Linked DNA regions of Mus musculus: region 2 is linked to region 1. The links are chromatin contacts, called in public promoter capture Hi-C maps. All regions are on one chromosome and are shown on one strand. The core of a region is the stretch at or near the end of the contact, and the rest is flanking DNA. Distances in the headings are between cores, read along the strand shown.

Region 1 (3,300 bases), core at 222-2,721:
CAAGTCCAGCGTATATGAGAGTCTCCCCAAATCCCACCTTCCAGTTACTGCCAACTTAGCTTATTTCAGAGAGAGACCAAAGGCCCCCATAGGTAGCTCCTCGCTAATTCTCAGCACCATTTAGAATCCATTGGCACATGCATCATTCATTGCTTCTGTTTCTGCACTTGTACAATTCACCACTTAAACCCTTCAGTGTAAGCTCCTCGTTTGTAGAATTCTGAAGGTGGCTCCACAGAGGCCCTTCCTGATGACCTCTTGACTTTGTTCTGCCACCTCCCTCTCCCTCTCCCTCTCCCTCTCCTCTCCCTCCCCCTCCCCTCCCCCTCCCCCTTCCTCTCCCTCCCCCTCTCTCAGCCTTGGCTATCTTCTCTTCTTCCCCAAGAAGACATCTCCTCAATCCTAGCCTTGAGCAGGCCCCGCATCCCTGTTTCCATCAGACACACTCTTAGCAATTTTGAAATTTCTAAAGGGCTTATATAATCACAGCAAAGTGATTGATTGTATAAACCAGTAGCTATTTTCTCTCCAGTCCTGAGCATCTGCCCAAGAGGGCAGAGATCTTGACCCCAGGAGCTCAGCACTGTGTCTCGCATATGCAATAAGTTCACAATGAATAGAGAATGGGGGTCACGGCAGGGCAGACTTTCTGGACAACTATGCACTGAATATAGGGAGAGGGCAGCCAAAGGGTGCAACATGGGTGGCTTGTGAGAACAGCCAGAGGACAGGCTGGCAGGCCAACTCCGCAAGGAGGCTGAGACATGATGCATTTCACATAAAGACCTCGGACGGCCCCGCAGCTGGGCTCTGCAGTGTTGAGTGAAGAAGAAACCTACAGCGATTGGCTTTCTGGTTCTGTATTTTTCAGAGTGATTAGAGGGAGGGCAGTTTAGCAGGGAATACAGGGCTGGGTCATAGCTAAGGCGGTAAAGAAGCATTCCCTGACACTTTCCAAAACCTGCTTTTGAAAAAAATGAAAGCCAAAAGAGGCATTGTGCGTTTGTGATCCCAGTTCTGGGAGGCAGCGGCAGGCAAGACACCCGGGCTCCTTGTCCAGCCAGCCTATCCTACTCACCACTGAGGGACATGTGGGTGAGTCTTGAGAAACAACAGGCAATGTTGTCCTCCAGCCTATACATGCATATGCACATATCTGCAAGTAAACTTCACACACACACACACACACACACACACACACACACACACCCCACCATTTGGTCCCTAAGTTCTGGGAATTCCTCATGAAGCACACTGGAGAGGCTAAACTCAACCTTCATACTGCACAGCCCAGGGGCCCCTGGTCTCCTGGGAGCTTTAGGGGGTTTGTAGCTCCTCTGGGGGGCTTCTGATGGTTATGGAGTCAGAGAGAGTTGGATTCATAGCTGTTTCTTACTTACCAGCTGAGAGAACTCAGGAAAATGGCCTTTTTTCCTGAGCTTCAATACTTGCCTCTCGTAATGGTTTAGTTACTGAGTTAGTAGAAATATTAACTGGCCCTAAGTGCATGCCTGCTGGAGCATACGTATGAATAATAGCTAAAGTCACTGGTGGTTAATAACTCAGTTTGACTTTGGTCCTGTGTATGTTGACTTTGTTTTGGTCAAATAATAAGTAAATCATTGTGAAGTCGGCGTTACAGTGAACAGGGAGCTTGTTTCTTAGTCCTCCCATCAAGTTCAGTGTAACTGGGGTGCTGATTCAGGCTCTTTATGGCTGTGATTACCCCCTGTAATCACTACTGCCTTCCTCAGTGGGAAGGGAGGATGTCCCCCATCCTCCTGCCCACAGAAAAGACTGCCCTCAGGTGTAAAGTCCAATTACTGGGCGCAGTTGGGAAGAACACACACAGAGGTGCATTCCTGAGCCCTGAGCGTGGGCCCTTGTTTGTCCTCTCCTTATAAGGAGTGAGTTATCATCAGCCTTGCAGGAAGGTCACGGCTGTTTCTCCCTCCTCAAGTGGCTGAAATCATCCTTCTCCTCGGAGGGGTGGGGTAGTGATTAAGCAGGCTAACCATGCCAGCGCTTTGCTATCCAAGTATGAGGATGTTTACAGACCTTGTGACAGAGGTGGGGATTTTGTCTGATCCTGGGGACTCCCAGAAGACACACCAGAGAGTCCCCCACCACTCATCCAATAGTGGAAGATCAGCTACAAAGGCCCTTTCACCAGCTTGTGGCCATAAAAGTTGGCCTGGTAGGAAGAGCTGGAGCCCTAACATCTTTAAGGGTTGAGGGCTGTGCCTAGTTTCTGGCCACATCCTCTGTATCTTAAAGGGAACAGACCATGCCAGTTGTTCACACTGCCAGGATGCTTTGCCTCCCTACTGTCTAGAAGCACCACTCATGAGAACCTTCTGTGAATGTGATGGAAAATAAAGCCTGACTCCTTTAAGATGTTTCAGGCAGTGTTTTGCCACAGAGATGAGAAGGGTACTTAAACAGACTGCTTGCCTTTCTTTGACATTTATTATTAATTGTTGCAAAGCAAATAAAGACAACAGGCCTGGGGGCACAGCGATGAATCCTGGCTTTGGATGGGATAGTGTCTCCCAAAACCTCCCATCCAGTGCAACCATACTGAAAAGTGGTAGGTATTCAGGAAGTGGGGCGTAGAGGATTAGAACTAGAGGAAGCAGAGAATCTTCAACAAGAGTGACTTGCTGTGCAGAGGCGAGTGTGAACCCCATGTGAGCTCTCACGGCTTCTCTCATGGCTTGATCCTCTCTGCACACACTACTACTGCTGCTCCCACACACTCTTCTAACCAGAGGTGTCACTTATCACTGAATGACTTAGCCAGAAGGCCCTCCCCAGAGGCAAACACATAGAACTGCTTGTCCTAGGATTTCCAGTCTTCCAAACTCTGAGCTAACTAGACCCCTTTTGCTTCTAAAGGTTTTCAGCATCAGGTGTCTTGTCATAGCAGCATAAAACAAATCTTTGCTTTTCACCCCCACAGATACAAGCTAAGTCAGGATAACTTGTCCGAACAGCAAATTGGTAATATTGCGTATGTTGGTAAGTATATAGCATATAGTAATGGGTACTCTAATTCTTTGCCTTTCTTCTAGTCCTTTGAGATCTGAGGGGGATAAGAACACCATTGGGCAAAGCCTGTGCTGTTCTGACCACAGGGAGTGCTCCCAGGAGACCTTGTACTGGTGTCTGAGTACAGCCCAACTGGGAGCTGAGGGGTGCTCAAGGATGCTGATATCAAGGGCTGGACTGATGTGCTCTACATCCATCTGAGATTACAGCATCCGAAAACCCACCGTCAAAAGTTAGATCTTTTGTAAT
Region 2 (3,379 bases), core at 563-3,062, 120 kb after region 1:
GATGACCGGTGCCAGAGCCTGGGTGGCTCACCAGTGCAGCACTGACTGCTTCATGGTCAGCTACCACTCTCCACTTGAAAGACTCTTGTTTAGGTTCAGCAGAGACGTGAAGGAGTTATACGTGTGCCCCCAAAGACACAGAACAAAGCCTTCTGTTTCTAGTTAGTGAGTGTCTATATATAAAGATATGTTTTCTGTTTATTTTCTGTTTGCTATTTTTTAGCTGCTTCGTGTTCCTTTCCCTTACACGGTGGCTGTTCTTACACACATGAGGCCTAGGGCTGGATCCAGCACAGGGAAGGAGGAGGGGAGGAAAAGGGGGAGGGTAGGAGAGGGGAGGGAGGGAATAGCAAAGTTTGAAAAGGAAAGATAAGAGAATCAGAGAGAAGAAAAGAGCTCTATTCTCGACATTCCCCCACTAACCTTGAGGACACTACCCAGAATCTATAGCACTTCCTGTACTACTTCGAACTTCAGCACGGTGTCTGGTAAGTGGCTGGGACTATCTAACAGATCCTATTTTATTATACTACAAACATGGCTGGCATTATGCTATCTTTCCCTTATAGTCCTGACCGCTACTGAAAATGCTAACAAAATTTTGCCATCTAATTGTTAAGACTTTCTGCTCTTCTGTCAAACCTGAATGGTAACGACACAGCTCATTTACCCATCGCTATTACACAGCAGTCACTTATGACACTAGAGACCTAACTGCTCTCTAATCTCAGTAGAGCTAGAGATTGTTATATACATTCTCGCTTCCAAAACTGACAACAATAATACCAAATCAAGTCCCACTGTATACTGTAAAGCTCAAACCACCCTTTTCCATAAAATGTATGCCCACATGGTGACGTGACCATGAAATCTAAAATCAGTCAACAAAATTCACATATTTACATAAGATTCATAAAATTCATCACTCCGTACAAGGGAAGAAATACAAACCTCGTGGTGCTTCCAAAGGGACTTTCTGTGTGAAACGGTAAAGAGGGTGATGCCAACCTAATTCAAAGATTCAAAGAGAGGGTTATGTCACATCGGGATGGCAAGCCGCAAACACATGCTTCTAAGTTCTTAGATACCACGTTCAGTGGCTACAGTGAAGAATTAACGATAAAACATACCCTACATTTGATTTATTATGAAATGGTAAGATACGGACAGCAAAAGATTAAAGTCAGGAAGTCACTGCTTCCAGATGTGCAGTTCCCTACTGTAGTCTCATCTTGGAATTATGTCTTGGGGTTCAGAGTTGGGAGTAATTATTCCATTGCTTCTAGAAGGTTCTAAGCAGAATTCTGCATGTGTCTTCAGTAATGTATACAAATACTGACGCAAATGAGACAAAAAGTTGTAAAAAAAAATCTTCAAAGTTTGGATTAGGTTTTGCTACCCAATAAGCTTACTATAAAACATAATAAAAATATTTCAGTCTTGGTCCAGAATTTCTAACACAGTTCAGATTTTTAGATTTTTGAAGAAACATCACTGTAGTTGTTCTGGATCAGTGGTTCTCAACTGAATGGCAAGCTTTTACATATATATATATATATATATATATATATATATATTATATGTATAATATAATATATATTTACACATATATATATTATATGTAATATATTATATGTATATATACATCTATATATACATCTATAAAATATATATAATATCTGGTGGGCATTCTGGTAATGACTGAAGACTTTTTTTTTTTTTTTTTTTTGGTATGCTGAGAACAATACTGCCATCTAACGGACAGCACTAAAAGTGCTGCTAAACACAGTCCTAAGGCCCAGGAGAGTCCTAGCCACTGCCTAGGAGTTACCCAGCCAACACAGATGACTGGGAGGACACTGCCTTAGATCCTCAACACACACCTCTCACCTTTGGGAGAATCAGCAAACCTTCACCATGATTTTTTAGTTTCATTGTATTATTTATTTTTTTCTCAGCACTTTTTTTATTGGCTATTTTATTTACGTTTCAAATGTTATCCCCTTTCCAGGTCTCCCCTCTGGGAACCCCTATCCCTCCCCCTCCCCCTTTCATTTTATTTTTTAAAAGGATTTATTTATTTTTATTTTATGTGTGTGACTGCTTAGCCTGCATGTAGCCTCCAGTGCCCTTGGCGGCTAGAAGAGGGTGTGAGATCCTTTGGAACTGGAATTAAAGGCAGTTGTGAAACACCATGTGGATTCTGTGAACTGAACCCAGGTCCTCTTGTAGAACTGTAAGGGCTTTGAACCAATGAGTCATCTCTCTAGACCCTAATCTTATTTTCATTTTGATAATACTCTTAAAAGATTAGCCTAAGTAAATTCTGAAAATTTCTGTCACGAAATTTTATGACTAAATTATTCTGCTGGCACCAAGTAGTACCACTTAAACTGTGCCACAAGTTTGGCTGCCAATGTGCAAATTAGGAGCTGCATAAGAAGATATGCACATTATCAGCTTTCATATTTCAACTGTATCAAAAGCCTACTGAGACTTTTTTTTTTCTATTCCTGATGTTTTAATTGGATTAGGGTAGGCATAGTGTGTATTAGAATTACTTAGGCCAAAATACAAAAGTAAAATCTAAATGGTAAGATCCAAACACCGGATGCTCGTGGCTTGGATTCGGCAAAGCAGCCACCGTTCTCTTTAATGTCATTGAGCTCAAGTGCTGCTTTATGTCATTTGTAAATTTACAGTTTGGTAGTTAGAAAAAGGTCTTGGGCTTGCAAGAAGCCCTAGTGGGCAAGACACTTGCCACCACGGCTGACAATCTGAATCAATTCCTGGACTGACGTGGTGGAGAACTGCCTCCTACAGCTGTCCCCTGACCTACATGAGCGCCATGCATGCAACAGGTTCCAAAGCAACAGTTTTTAAAGGTTCTAAACTTAAGGGCCCAGCCCTCTTCCTCATAGCCAGTACAATGTTAAATGACCATCAAAGGCTCAGGTAAGTTCTCTTCCCTCAAGTGGAATGTATCTTACAGAGCCACACATCTTAAAATCAAAAAAGGCAACAACATAGAATTGTCAGGGAGAAGCCTTCAAGCCAAATCCAGTCTATATGACCTTATGCATGGAAACACTGCAGACATCTCTAAGCCTAGAAAACTGGAAACCACATACAAATTACTAAAGAGGACTCAAGAAGAGAAACAAGCCATTAAAGAAATACAATCCCAGTTCAATCAACAATCTTCCAGTGGAGAAGACCCTTGCGGACCCTCTCGACAGCACACCACACGTCATCCTTTCACACACCTGAGTTACGTGACAGTTTGTTAATACGCTGCTTTACTTTGCAAAGTTCAAGATTCCACACTTCTAACAACTTCCAGGTACTGCTACGGCTGCTGATCCACAGCATCCTCCAA

What was found. Promoter capture Hi-C pulls out the DNA fragments that hold promoters and counts their contacts.
Region 2: a contact with region 1 is called in a promoter capture Hi-C map of the 3T3-L1 cell line, with 5 times the contacts expected there. The contact joins the enhancer-like site here to the promoter of A730020M07Rik in region 1. A contact is called at or near these places in 5 of 39 promoter capture datasets (the 3T3-L1 cell line, 3T3-L1-derived adipocytes, cranial neural crest and 2 more), 1 of 15 datasets of contacts at CTCF or cohesin (the NIH/3T3 cell line), 15 of 484 Hi-C or Micro-C datasets (3T3-L1-derived adipocytes, the HL-1 cell line, Sertoli cells and 12 more) and 4 of 115 datasets of contacts at active chromatin or transcription factors (astrocytes, cardiomyocytes, neural progenitor cells and 1 more).

The regions. Positions count from the first base shown.
Region 1 is chr3:121,644,982-121,648,281 of GRCm38.p6, forward strand. A730020M07Rik (RIKEN cDNA A730020M07 gene) reads right to left here and starts at 1,472. Exons shown (of 3, transcript NR_036458.1): 1 at 1,401-1,472.
Region 2 is chr3:121,760,464-121,763,842 of GRCm38.p6, forward strand. Abcd3 (ATP-binding cassette, sub-family D (ALD), member 3) reads right to left here. Exons shown (of 23, transcript NM_008991.3): 22 at 952-1,008. Among named protein-coding and RNA genes, the nearest start is that of F3, 39 kb to the left of the region's middle. Within about 2 kb of position 1,813, at least 19 of the 459 cell types and tissues checked have an H3K27ac peak or open chromatin away from gene starts, as enhancers often do.